2 separate regions of the Mus musculus genome follow, and region 2 is linked to region 1. The links are chromatin contacts, called in public promoter capture Hi-C maps. All regions are on one chromosome and are shown on one strand. The core of a region is the stretch at or near the end of the contact, and the rest is flanking DNA. Distances in the headings are between cores, read along the strand shown.

Evidence for each region. Promoter capture Hi-C pulls out the DNA fragments that hold promoters and counts their contacts.
Region 2: a contact with region 1 is called in a promoter capture Hi-C map of the HPC-7 cell line, with 3 times the contacts expected there. The contact joins the promoter of Htatsf1 here to the promoter of Zfp449 in region 1. A contact is called at or near these places in 5 of 39 promoter capture datasets (the 3T3-L1 cell line, the HPC-7 cell line, HPC-7-derived erythroid cells and 2 more) and 1 of 484 Hi-C or Micro-C datasets (olfactory sensory neurons).

The regions. Positions count from the first base shown.
Region 1 is chrX:56,343,306-56,350,477 of GRCm38.p6, forward strand. Zfp449 (zinc finger protein 449) reads left to right here and starts at 3,092. Exons shown (of 5, transcript NM_030139.5): 1 at 3,092-3,134; 2 at 4,978-5,423. The coding sequence starts at 5,070. Gm38625 (a long non-coding RNA gene) reads right to left here and starts at 3,091. Exons shown (of 3, transcript XR_878111.3): 1 at 2,872-3,091; 2 at 1,771-1,836; 3 at 815-1,232.
Region 2 is chrX:57,049,036-57,055,551 of GRCm38.p6, forward strand. Htatsf1 (HIV TAT specific factor 1) reads left to right here and starts at 4,535. Exons shown (of 10, transcript NM_028242.2): 1 at 4,535-4,730; 2 at 4,919-5,163; 3 at 6,463-6,516. The coding sequence starts at 4,975.

The sequences.
Region 1 (7,172 bases), core at 1,842-4,341:
GAGTAGGCTATTAAAGCACCACAGCTAGAGACAGGTCTTCTTAGAGTAATCCGGAGAATCTGAATGGACAATGCGTGAGTCAGTGGGTAAATAAAGGGTCATACATACATACAATGAACTTTTGGTCAACCATAAAAGGTGAAATTATAACTAGATGTGAGGGTACACACCTGTAATCCTACAATTTAGGAGGCCGACACAAGAGGATCTTCTAAAAAAAAAATTAACAAACAAAAACATGGAAAATTAGCCGGGCGTGGTGGTGCACGCCTTTAATCCCAGCACTCGGGAGGCAGAGGCAGGTGGATTTCTGAGTTCGAGGCCACCCTGGTCTACAGAGTGAGTTCCAGGACAGCCAGAGCTACACAGAGAAACCGTGTCTCGAAAAACCAAAACAAAAAACAAAAACAAAAACAAAAAAACAAAAACAAAAACAAAAAAATGGAAAATTAAATTAAGGCATTGCCACAAAATTGATAGAACTGAAGATCATAACATTAAGCAATAAGATATCATATGTGTCATCTAGAGAAAAATTAAAAATTAATTTAAGCCAGGAAGTGGTGACACGCCTTTAATCCCAGCACTTGGGAGGCAGAGGCAGGCAGATTTCCGAGTTCAAGGCCAGCCTGGTCTACAAAGTGAGTTCCCTGACAGCCAGGGTTACACAGAGAAACCCTGTCTTGAAAAAAAAACACCCCAAAATTAATTTAAATTAAAAGTTAAAATTTAAAAATTAAATTAATTTTCACAAAATTGATGTGAAAGGAAAGTTATTAGAAACAAGAAAGGGTAAAGAAAAGACAGATGAATATGACCAGAGTACATGGTGTGGGGTTTGGGGTGGTCGCTGAGAAAACTCACTTCAGATTCCGAAGCTTAAAAATGAAAGCTCTGGGGGTTAGGGATTTAGCTCAGTGGTAGAGCGCTTGCCTACCAGGCGCAAGGCCCTGGGTTCGGTCCTCAGCTTTGGGGGTGGGGGGGGGGAAGAAGCTCTGTTTTCTGAGCTCTCAGAGAGGCAGACAGTTAGGGATCTGTACTGTGTTCCCAAAGGGAGATTGTACAACATTGTTACAGAATGGGAGCACCAAGCAAGGGAGATGCGGGTGACCAATCCTACTTTGACACAAGGAAGTTACTCTTAGTGACTGGGCCTTATCTGGGTCACCTGGTTCCAGGGTCCTTGAGTCAGCTTTTGCAGTCAGGTCCCCTCCTGGACTCTGACCTGGAATCTAGAGAGATAAATGCACAAAAGAATGGATAAACAGCACGTAGTCAATTACGTCAAGACAGGCTGCACATTCATGACTTCTTTGCCTTAGTTTAGATAACGGGATAACAGCATCTTCCATCTTTACATCCCTTACTGGTCATGAGATATTTGAAGAAGCAGGATAGGAGTTGAGTTCCAGGGTTGGGAACCTAAACTCAGTTTTGATCCTGTCAGCAAGGTGGAACACGTTCTAGAGATGGCGGAACTCAGGAACCTCCTAACCTAACAATGAACCTCCTAACAACGGCACGCACGCATGAAAATGTCATAAGTAAAATCTTTACTTGCACAATTAGTATATGTTAATTTAAAATGGTGGATGGATAATATGATACAATTATATTGTATGAAGGTATGAAATTTTCAAAGAATAATTTTTAAAAAGAAGAAAAGAAGGAGCATGTGTGAGATTCTAGGTTCAATTCCCAGGAAAAGAAAACAGGAAAACACAGCAACATGAACACAAAACACAGAAAACAAACAGAGCTGTCTCCTACCTTGGGGCCAACTTTGAAGCAGAGAAATCTTCCCTCAACACATTCTCCAAGGCTTCCAAGATCTCTCTAAACAAATCACACTTTTTAAAAAATTATTATTATTGTAGTTCCTTCGAATTCTCAAAAGCATAGGTGGGCAGCCTCTAGGATGGAGATGGGTTCCCTGGGGATAGGTCCTGCCTTTGTGCAATTTCATTTGACTCTCAGACCCAAAGAATCATCAGGCTCCCATAACACCTTGGTTGAGATGAGCTACTCTTCCTTCAAAGATGACTAGGGCCCTGGTAAGAGTAACAGTGGCTTTGCAGGACTTGAGAGTCAGGGGCTCCAGGCCTCAGCTAATGAGAACAACTTTGGCTTGGATGAAGCTGTCTTCAGTGCCTGCCAACAACACCGCTCCTCCCATGTCTGTCTTGCTTCCACCGGATCATCAAGGAGGAACAAGAACAAGCAGCTTTTTTCCTTGCTATCTTGGACACACTCAGGTCTAGATACAGGTTCTCAGGCAGAAACAAAGTCCTAGGGCTAAAATTCTGGCACACACAGACCAATAGCCCCAGCCTCGGACCAAAAATGAGCATTTTTTCCCAATCAGCACTATTGTATTTAGTGGCCCTTGGACCAAGTCTCACTACAACTCACTGACAAAGGAGAAGGGAAAGTTTGCTTTCAAGGGCAGGAAAAGCAGGGAACCAATTGGAAGACTTGAAATAATGCCAGAAGGCTAATCTTCAAACTTCAGAGACCACTGGGGGCTGTTGAAGGTGGAGAGGAATAGGAGGGTTCCCTAGATGGAAGCTCTAAGCTTACAAGAGGAAAAAAAAAACTAAGATGTATATTCAAGGTCACTGTGGCACACAGACAACACAGATCAGTCAGAATCCCCCCCCCCAAATTTTTTTTTTTTATTATTAAAATGGCTCTAAGCTCTTTTGCTCTCCAGGGTGTCGTTAGGGACCCTGAAATCTGAGTTTTAAAAAATGCCTTCTCAAGAACCACCTCCTCCCCGAGGGAATCACTGAGTGGGTAGGGGCTGTTTTAAACAAAGTTTTTCCCCCACCTGCATCAATTAATCTAAAGCTGTTGGGAAGTAGCTCTTACTTGACTCACTACTCGGGGCTCGTCCCACCCAATCCCCTAGGACCATAAAGCTATAAGACCGGAAATAGGAGCTCTTCCAATGCAGCTTGAAACTAGGTGGAAGACTAGAAGAGTCCCAGCCATCCCCCACGTCAGCATCCTAGTGGGCTCTAAAAGCGGCGGGCGGCGTGGAGCCTGCCGGGAGCTGTAGTACTCAACGCGGCTGTGCGCCTGCGCCCTGGGCAGTTGCCGGTGAGCTTGGGAGAGCCGTGGGCGCAGAGGCGGTGAGTCCCGGAGCGGACAGAGGGCGTGGCTGTCCCTGGGGCGCGGGCGCGGGTAACGGGGCTCTTTTTTGCAAGGCTGGGGCCACACAAACTGGCAAATTTCATATGTGCCCTGGGAGCCAGGCCCCAGGAGCAAAGAGGAGCGGCGGGCTCCTATTCGTTCAGGGACCCCGCCGCCGCTCCCTGCGACCTGGCCAGGCCTTGCTGGGAGTCCACGATGGCAGGGAGTGCCCATCTGGGTGGTCGGACATTGTCATCCAAGAGCTCTTGGACACCACGTCCCTAACACTGGCATGGGGTTTTAAACCAGCTTTTAGGCTTTTCAGGGACATGTCACGCCTGCTGTTTCCCCAAGTGCCCTCTTTGATTAACGGTGCCTTACGGGTAGGCCCTGTGAGGGTGGATTCAGAGGCAAGCTTGGGGGCGGGGGGGGGGGGCACTGTTCCTTAATGAAGTGAAGTTTTTACTATGTAGGGCCCAGGAAAGAAACCTAGAGAAACACTTCCCTGGTAGACGTGGTGGAAGGTTTTGGGTCAGCCAGGAGAGGCTTCCCTAGCCAGCTGTGCGACTGGAGCAGCTTAAGTACTGGGTCCCCAGCCAACAGACTGCAGATCCTTGGATATCCTCCAGCAACGGTTCCATGCCTGGGCTCAGGAAACTAGAAGCTTCCTAGGAAGGAGTCTTGACCAGCAATAAACTTCACTTGAGTTCTCGCCTTGTGCCAGGCGGGCTGCTATTCACTTTCTGTGCCATTTGATCCTCGAAGGATTATTTTTTATGACGTTGATGCTATCGTTATGTGCTTGTTGTAAACAGAGGCATTTGGGTGTGAGGACTGCACAGCAAATTATGCCTAAATACATTTGGCACAGAAGGACAGGTTACTGTTACAGTGATGGTTGATATGAAGTCAGTTTCAGTCCAGTTGACAGAGTGGGAAGAGGTTCCGGACTCTTTTCCTTGAATCCTCTTCAAAAACCTTAAAGAGGACAGGTATAAGAGTTGTCTCAACCAAAAAAAAAAAAAAAAAAAAAAAAAGTATAGGCAGAGGCAGGCGGATTTCTAAGTTCAAGGCCAGCCTGGTCTACAAAGTGAGTTCCAGGACAGCCAGGGCTACACAGAGAAACCCTGTCTCGAAAAACCAAAAAAAAAAAAAAAAATAGTTGTCTCAGTAGATGGGGGAGGGGGCATAGTGTATATGCATATTCAGGTCCTGAGCCCTGGATAGACATGTATACAACCAACCCTGTGACCTCAGAGATTGCACTAAAAATATCTTGACACTATTAGTTATTTAGGAAGTACCGTATTGTCCCTCCTACATTTCTTTTGAAATCTCCATATAGAAAAATAGAATGACTTGGAATTAGGGTAGGAATGGAATTAAATTAAATCAGTGGGGCCTTAAGAAAAGGCAGGGTTCTTACCTGTCTCTGTAAGATATTAGAGAAGTGCTTTGGATAATGCGATTTACTGAGCCCCTTACATTTATCTGGCATATCGGAGGAAGCAAATTGAATTTTTGGTTAAACTTACAATACCATTTGGTGTCCTTGTCATATAAGATAGAGCTTTCTAGACTCTAGCTAGAATTTAGAGGCTATGTGAGTTTCCTGGAGATTTTGTAAATATTTGAACTGTATCTACAATTGATTGTGCCTATACGTGTTCTTCTGGGAAGTAAGGCCCCAGCTTTGGTCTGATTCTCGAAACCCCCAGAAAGACTGTGAGGGGATCCTTTAAGTCTCTGTGGGAGGAAAGCCAGCTCCGTTGAGCTAAGGACGGTGAGTGTGCCATGTTGTAACCATTGCTCTCTCTCCTTTTCATGTCTTCCTGTCTTCAGCTGTAAGTGACTCCCCCAGATTATTACAGAGAGGAAAAACCTGGACTCTGAGACATAGACCCCAGATAAACTGTAAACTGCTAGAAGAGGTGATGGCTGTGGCCCTGGGCTGTGCAATCCAGGCCTCCTTGAATCAGGGCTCTGTGCTGCAAGAGTATGACACAGACTGTGAAGTTTTCCGACAGCGTTTCAGGCAGTTCCAGTACACAGAAGCTGCCGGGCCTCATGAAGCATTCAACAAACTCTGGGAGCTTTGCTGTCAGTGGCTGAAGCCAAAGATGCGTTCTAAGGAACAAATCCTGGAACTGCTTGTGCTAGAGCAATTCCTAACTATTCTGCCCACAGAAATAGAGACCTGGGTGAGGGAACACTGCCCAGACAATAGAGAAAGAGTTGTGTCACTCATTGAAGACTTACAAAGAGAGCTTGAGATACCAGAACCACAGGTGAGAAAAAAAAATGTGGGGTCTCTGTTCTTAGGGGAGCAAAAAGAGGTACCCAGGCTGTTGAGTCTGTATCCAACATTTGGATTCTGATCCCACAGCCCCAAGACTTCTCCAGAGACTTTTCCAGTGTTCTCTTCTGCTGGAATTAGCATATGGGTCTGAGGTTCTCCAGTGTATCCATATCTAGAAATTTCAATCACAGTTACCAGTGCTTGGCTCTATGGCGTGCTCACCAGCTCCTGCCACAGTATAATTGCCTGTGACCTCTAAGTTCCTACTTGTGTCGCCCTTGTAAATGAATTGCTTTTCAAAACAGAAGGAGGAGGAGAGGAAAGAGTTAAGTGCGGCCCACACATTCTAAACTATGTATTATTTGGTTCTTTCCAGAATGATCTGTCTGTCACTGAGTCAAGTAGAGTCTGGAAAGAATGCAAGGGAAGGCAACATAGTTTAGTGTCAACTGATACACTTTTTCTACAATATGTCTGTTCTTCAGGGGAAGACATCATGAAGTGGTCACACGCCAGCCCCTCTGCTTTCAATTACTGTGTTGGGAGAAGCAGGAATTCTGCCTGAAGTTCCAGGGCTTTGAGCAGTGTTGTCCCCAATGATGTGATTTTTCAAAATGGCAAAAAAAATGCGTTTTTTTCTCTGATTTGTGCAAAAGTGATAAAAAAAATATGCAAAAGTTACTTAGTTTCTACCTGATTAGCAGGGTGTGGTTCTTGCTAGGTTCTTTTCATCTACATGTAGGTTTGAAGGAGTTGCATGTTTGGGAGAGTGTAGGAAGAGATCTGCATTGTAAGCGATGTGCTGCCCGTCTCTGACCCATTCAATTCCAGTAGCACTGCATGCCAGCATATTGCCTTCTGTTCAGAACTACCTTTTGGAAGCTTCTATTCAGGGAGGGCATAGGTAAGCACAGGGCAAGCTGAACACAGAGCAGTCTTCCCATAAGGACGTAGCAAGAGCTTCCACCTGGCAGTCTTAATTAGGCCTTGGAGCTTGGGATGGGGTTTGCTGGAGCTGTTGACTTCAGCCCAAGTAGCGGCTTGCATAGGAAGTCACCTGGTATGTGAGTGCTTACAATGTAGCCAGTGGGGCTGAAATTAGCTGTGAGTATCAAATGCATACTCCCTGTAGAGACTTTGTACACAGGAAGGAGCAGGTGGAATAACTTGCTAGTAATTATTTGTGTTGGTTACTATTGTATATTCTGTAATAAGCACATCCTAGTATAGTCAACACACTTGTTTTGTTGGTTGGTTGGTTAGTTGTTCATTTTTTTTCTTTTATTAAATTTATCTATTCATGTTACAACCCAGTATCAGCACTTTCTCTCCTCCCATTAACCCTTCATGTAAGTCCTCCCCTGATTCCCCTTAGAAAAAGTCCCTCTCTGGGTGTCAACCCCCCACTATCATCCTCCCACACCTCCCACTTCCCCACCCTGCACATCAAGTTGCTGCAGGAATAGGCGCATCCTCTCCCACTGAGGCCAGGCAAGGCTGTCCATGTAGGGGTGCAGGATCCACAGGCAGGCAGGCAGGCAACAGGCTCAGGGACAGCCCCTGCTCCAGTTGTTGGGGGACCCATATGAAGACCAAGCTGCTCATCTGTTACATATGTGCAGGGGCCTAGGTCCAGCCCCTGCTTGCTCTTTGGTTGGTGATTCAGTCTTTGTTAGCCCCTAAGGGTCCAGGTTAGTTGACTCTGTTGGTCTTCCTGTAGAGTTCCTGTCCTCTTCAG
Region 2 (6,516 bases), core at 3,285-5,784, 710 kb after region 1:
TGGGCTTGTACACATACGTAATTACAGCATGGAAGAGGGTTGAGATAATATGATCCCTGGCGCTTGCTGGCTGCCAGCCCAGATAGAAAAACAAAAACAAAAACAAAAACAAAGAAACCAGAAGCTCTGGGTTCAGTAAGAGACAATAACTCAAAAGGAATAAGAAAAAGTGATTTAAAAAAGATATATGGTACCTTCTCTGGCCTTCAAGGACATGCATGTGCACACACACACACATAGACAAAAGAATATAATATATATATGTATACATATGTACATATATATATTATTTAAGTGTTTATAAATAAGATAGGGAACTTTTGCACAGAAGGCCCTCTTCAGGCCTTTTATCTTCTATACACATACATATATACATATATACTTTTTTTTACTTATTGATTTATATATATAAAGTAAACAAGTAATTAGAACCCTAAATTTTATTTTACCTTATCTCCCACCCATTCTCTAAGAGAGTGGCCCCCGACCTAGGTATCCTCCAACCCTGGTACATCAAGTCCTTGAGGGGTTAGACTCATTCTCTCTCACTGAGGCCAGACAAGGCAGCCATGAAGACTAACTGAGCTCCCTGTCTGCTACATAGGTGCTGTAGGGCCTTCTTCCAGCCCGGGTATAGAACAAAAGTCCAGACAGTATTTTCCTGTTTCACAAAACTAGAGCCTCCATGAGTTAGGGATGAAATAGGTATAAAATAACTTCTCAGTTTTCAAGGGCATCAGTAGCTCAAAAACTGAGATTAAAATTCATGAGTTTATTTTTATTTGGGGAAATGAACTGATTTTATTTCTTGGGGTTAACTTCATAGGTGGCTATAATAATAGCCACAATTACATTTATATTGCTTATTGTTGTACAAAGTTCTCCTGAGATATTTCGTTTCTTTTTGTTTTTTTTTTTTTTTTTGTTTGTTTGTTTGTTTCGAGACAGGGTTTCTCTGTGTAGCCCTGGCTGTCCTGGCAGTCACTTTGTAGACCATGCTGGCCTCGAACTCAGAAATCCGCCTGCCTCTGCCTTCCAAGTGCTGGGATAAAAGGCGTGTGCCACCACGCCCGACGATATTTCATTTCTTTATTGAGGGTTCTAGATAGGGAGAGATTTGGGCACATGCAAAACATATTGTGAACATGTCCTAATTTTGATCAAGGTATTTCCTTCCTTAACAATTAGGATATGGATCACAGCAATACTCTAGGAGGTATAAAAACAGTGACAAAGTCATATATGACCAAAGCGTGTCCAGAGGGTATTATCTTCCTCACTGAAAAGTGTCCCCAATTTAACATTGTATACCTTCTGTAAGCAAATGTTGCTTTAAAGCATTTCTGAAGTTCATATTATCTTAGGTTAAAGATACATCAATTTTTTTTTTTTTGTCAGAAGAAACGCCTTCCCAACTAGGTTTATAGATTACAAGATATAAGGACAAGAAAACTCCCAAACATCATGAGGATGTGTGTGTGTGTGTGTGTGTGTGTGTGTGTGTGACCTTCCATAAAGTGTTTATAAGTAAGGCAGAGGAACTTCTGCAGAGAAGGCCCTTCTCAGGCCTTTTATCTTCTATAGGCACCCGTTTTCATTCTACTCTGACACCGAGTCTATATCTGTTTGTACTCAAACTTTATGGAACAAATGTATACTGGCTCAGGCAAGTATCTAGTGCAAACTGCAATGCTACCTTGAGCCAGATTCTCTATAGGCTTCCAGGAAGCTTTTGGACAAAAGCAACTGGGTGACTTGCAACCTTGACAGAAGATTTTTTCCCAGCTGGGCATGGTGGCACACGCCTTTAATCCCAGCATTCAGGAGGCAGAGGCAGGTGGATTTCTGAGTTCGAGGCCAGCCTGGTCTACAGAGTGAGTTCCAGGACAGCCAGGGCTACACAGAGAAACCCTGTCTCAAAAAAACAAACCAAAAAAAAATATTTTTCCCCATTTCCTTGTGTGTGTGTGTGTGGTGGGGAGGTTAGGGTATCTCCAACATTAAGAGTGTGTGCTATGTGCAATAACAATCATGCAGCGCACTATCTCTTCTATTGTAAACATACTCCAGAATGAAATGGAAGCCTAATAACAAATTAGTGAAAAGATCTATATACAGTTTTTAGATCAAAGCAAGAACTACTTAGCAGTGTTTAAATGCATCTAACAAAATCCACAGCATATATACAAGTTCAGTTCTCCAATTCTTCTACTAAAAACAAGAACCTCGTAAAAATAAGTATATTTGGAAACAACTACTGCTTTAATAATATCACTAAGGTTGAAATCAGATTCAGAGGTCTGTGAGGAGCCAAAATATTCTAGAACCCACCTGGAACCACTGTATTTACAAACAAAGGTGACTGGAATCGGAGTAATTTCTGACAAGCTTTTCCCTATGGTCAAGTCTGGGTCATAGTACTGATGTTTACACATATAGTATTTATTGCTACTTTTTTTCTTTTTTTTTTAGTGTCTTTTTTATTATCAGGTATTTTCCTCATTTACATTTCCAATGATATCCCAAAAGTCCCCCATACCCTCCCCCCCACTCCCCTACCCACCCACTCCCACTTTTTACTTTTAATGATTAAAAATTTTACTTGAATAGTTAACATTATTGCAATGAGCCTTGTTGATGAATGTAATCCATCAAAAAAAAAGCTGTTTAGAATTGTCTACTTTTTGAGTGTAAAAAGATGCACTATGTTCATAGCAGCCTTATTTATAATAGCCAGAAGCTGGAAAGAACCCAGATGCCCCTCAACAGAGGAATGGATACAGAAAATGTGGTACATTTACACAATGGAGTACTACTCAGCTATTAAAAAGAATGAATTTATGAAATCCCTAGGCAAATGGATGGACCTGGAGGGCATCATCCTGAGTGAGGTAACCCAATCACAAAGGAACTCACACAATATGTACTCACTGATAAGTGGATATTAGCCCAGAAACTTAGGATACCCAAGATATAAGATACAATTTGCTAAACGCATGAAATTCAAGAAGAACAAAGACCAAAGTGTGGACACTTTGCCCCTTCTTAGAATTGGGAACAAAACACCCATGGAAGGAGTTACAGAGACAAAGTTTGGAGCTGTGATGAAAGGACGGACCATCTAGAGACTGCCATATCCGGGGATCCATCCCATAATCAGCTTCCAAACGCTGACACCATTGCATACACTAGCAAGATTTTGCTGAAAGGACCCTGATATAGCTGTCTCTTGTGAGACTTTGCCAGGGCCTAGCAAACACATAAGTGGATGCTCACAGTCAGCTATTGGATGGATCACAGGGCCCCCAATGGAGGAGCTAGAGAAAATACCCAAGGAGCTAAAGGGATCTGCAACCCTATAGGTGGAACAACAATATGAACTAACCAGTACCCTGGAGCTCTTGTCTCTAGCTGCATATGTATCAAAAGATGGCCTAGTCAGTCATCACTGGAAAGAGAGGCCATTTGGACTTACAAACTTTATATGCCCCAGTACAGGGGAATGCCAGGGCCAAAAAGTGGGAGTGGGTGGGTAGGGGAGTGGGGAGGGGTATGGGGGACTTTTGGGATAGCATTGGAAATGTAAATGAGGAAAATACCTAATAAAAATATTTAAAAAATGCTTAAAACAAAATAATTGCTGCTCTCCCGCATCTGGTGCTCCTGTCATATTGTTCGCCAACTATAACTGAACCGCCCTTGATTTGTGCATGTCTTAGCTGCTGCCTCAGAATCTCCCTCAAAGCCTGGCACTTAATAGGAGTTCAGTAAATACTTGTCTGTCCTAAAAATATGGACCCCTTCCCTTTTCTAGGTGCATGAAACATCTAAGGAAAAAGCTCAGCTTTTCTTGGAAGACTGTTGGCTGTCTTACTAAGACACAAGGAAATGAGGCCATAGGGTTATGTTTACACTCAAGCTTCAAATTCCAGTCTGGAACACCTCGGACACGTTGCAGTAAGCTGCAGGCAAAAGCTCCTCTCACCTACAGCAGCCAGAGGGTGGTACCAGATGCCTAAAAGGGGGGTGAGATTAGGAAGTGATGGGGCCTTCTGCCCACTGCTTGTTAACTCATGCTTCACTAGACCTCCAAACAGCATGTTATGTGTTTGGGTTACTAAGATGAACAAAACCCGCGTGTACACTAAGGACAAGCATTCGAAAAATAAGACAATCCTCGGCTCCAGTGCAGGGGCGGGGATTTGCGCGAAGGAGGCGCCAAGGTTTCGCGAAGCGGGAGAAACTTGTCCCACGGTCCCACCCACCTCCCCAAGATGGCGCCTGCCGCAAAGCCCATTCCGCGCCAGCTCTACTGGAAGAGTCCTTTTTCAGGCTATCGCTTCGGCCAAACTCGTCCGGAGCGCAGAGGAGCCCGAGGTTAACGAGGTGCCATGCATTTCGGCAGGCTGCGTCCCTAAAGGCCAGTTCCCAATAAGTACAGACACGCGGCGGCAGCCGGGCTCCGAGGCCCCGCCCCCTGGCCGCGCAAGCGTCGCGGACCTTTGACGTCCCGTGGGCGGGTCGGCGCGACCCGCTACGTTGCCACCCGCGCGGACAATGGCGACTGCATCAGCCTGAGGGGGACTTCGCTCTCAACTCGTTGCCTGACGTGGCGGGGAGGAAGCTGTGGCGCCTCCGGAACCGGCCGCAGCGGTGACAGCGCGCCTGCGCGCTTCCGCCTCGCCCTGGCCCCAGCAGCGGCGGCGGCGAGGCCCTGCGGAGCCCGCCAGGTGGGTGGCAGCGACAGCGCTGACCATTTGTTGGCGCAGGCGTGCACGAGGGGGGCGGGCGGGAGGGCGGAGTCTGGGCGGTGCCTCGCAGACTTCCCAGGGTCTGCTGGGGCGCTGCGGGAGGCGGCCCGGGAGTTGCAGTGCACAGTCCAAGCTCTGCAGACCTCTCTTTCTCTGCTCTTGTCCAGCGCCCTCTCGGCCTCTTCACTTCTCTGACCGCGGTGTCCGGGACTACGTGAGAACCATGAGTGGCAACAACTTGAGCGGGAACGATGAGTTTGATGAGCAATTGCGAATGCAAGAATTGTATGGAGGAGACCCCAAGGAAGGTGACACCCAGAATGAGCCCTCTGGAGAAGCCCATTCTTTGGGACAACCACCAGATGACACTCCTTACGAGTGGGACCTTGATAAGAAGGCTTGGTTCCCTAAGGTAAGAAAGAGTATCGGAGTCCCACTGCGGAGCGGGGCCATAGGGTTCACTGGCAGCCCTTGCGGGACATTCCTCTTCTGTTTGCTCCACTGAAGTACTAGGTCTCTGAACCGGTGGTTGGTGGCTAGTCTATTGGTTCAGTCTATTGCATTCCCGATGTATAAAGGAAAGTAAATCTTAGGGTGGTGCCTTAAGTGATTTTTTTGTGCCTTATTAATTTGTGTATGTATGTGAAGGTCACAATTCGTTTTTATCTTGATATTTTTACTGCACAGAGGAAGAACACCAAGGAAATCACATTAGTAAGACTTTTATCCTGTATAGCCAAACTTAATTTACGCTTCCTGTACATGTTTGTGTAGAATGCAGCTTGTTGATTTACAGGGTGGAAGAGGTGTCATTCACCTCTACTGAAGAAACTTTTCTTGATTCTTGTTTTATCTATTAAATTTTGTTCCAGGGCATCTGAGTTCGGACCCTATAACCACAGGAATATGACTAGGAATGCACAGGAAATGAATGAAAGAGATCTATACATTTGTACTTGGGAATTGCTAAGTGTTTAATTTCAACATGGAAATAGCACAAGTGGTGTTGAACCTGGTCTTGTAAACTGTATGGTAACTGTACTCTGTTAGTCTTAGCCTCATAGGAACTTTGGCATCAAAGGGAACTAACAGCGCGACAAGCGACCGGAGAGGCAATCACACAAAACTTTTTCCATTGTGCAGGGGGATTGATTGTTGGTTGAAAAATTTCAGCTATTTATTTGTGCATATTTTAAGCATCCCAAACTGTAAAAATTTACAATTGAACTTCTGGACTGGCAATGCCCACTTGACTGTACATGTGATTTCTTTAAAGAGCGCTTTTAGTAGTCTGACAAACAATTATTTGGTATCTGGGTACCCAAAAGTGGATTCGGTGATGAAATTACTAGTTGACTTTGGGTTTTACCATCTCGTTTATTCAATACTTTTTTTGTTTTATGTATTGGCCACTTTAGTCATATACACTGTAGAGAAGTAGTAATTTATAAACATGTAGGAACGGGTGATAGCATCACTTAAAACTATGCGTGTTGTTTTGGCAGTCTGTGCACCTTTGTCCTACTTTGATCACACTACATGGTGTCCATATAAGGAGACTGGTCTTGGGTTGTACTTGAATTAGTACAGCTGCTTGTGGTGTAAACACTTGTTTTAAGTTTTAGGTTATATTTCTGAATGTACAGCCTTATACCACAGTTTCCACAAGTAAATTAACCTTGTCTGCATGTGTTTTGACTTCTCTATTTAGATCACCGAAGATTTCATTGCTACGTATCAGGCTAACTACGGCTTTTCTAGTGAT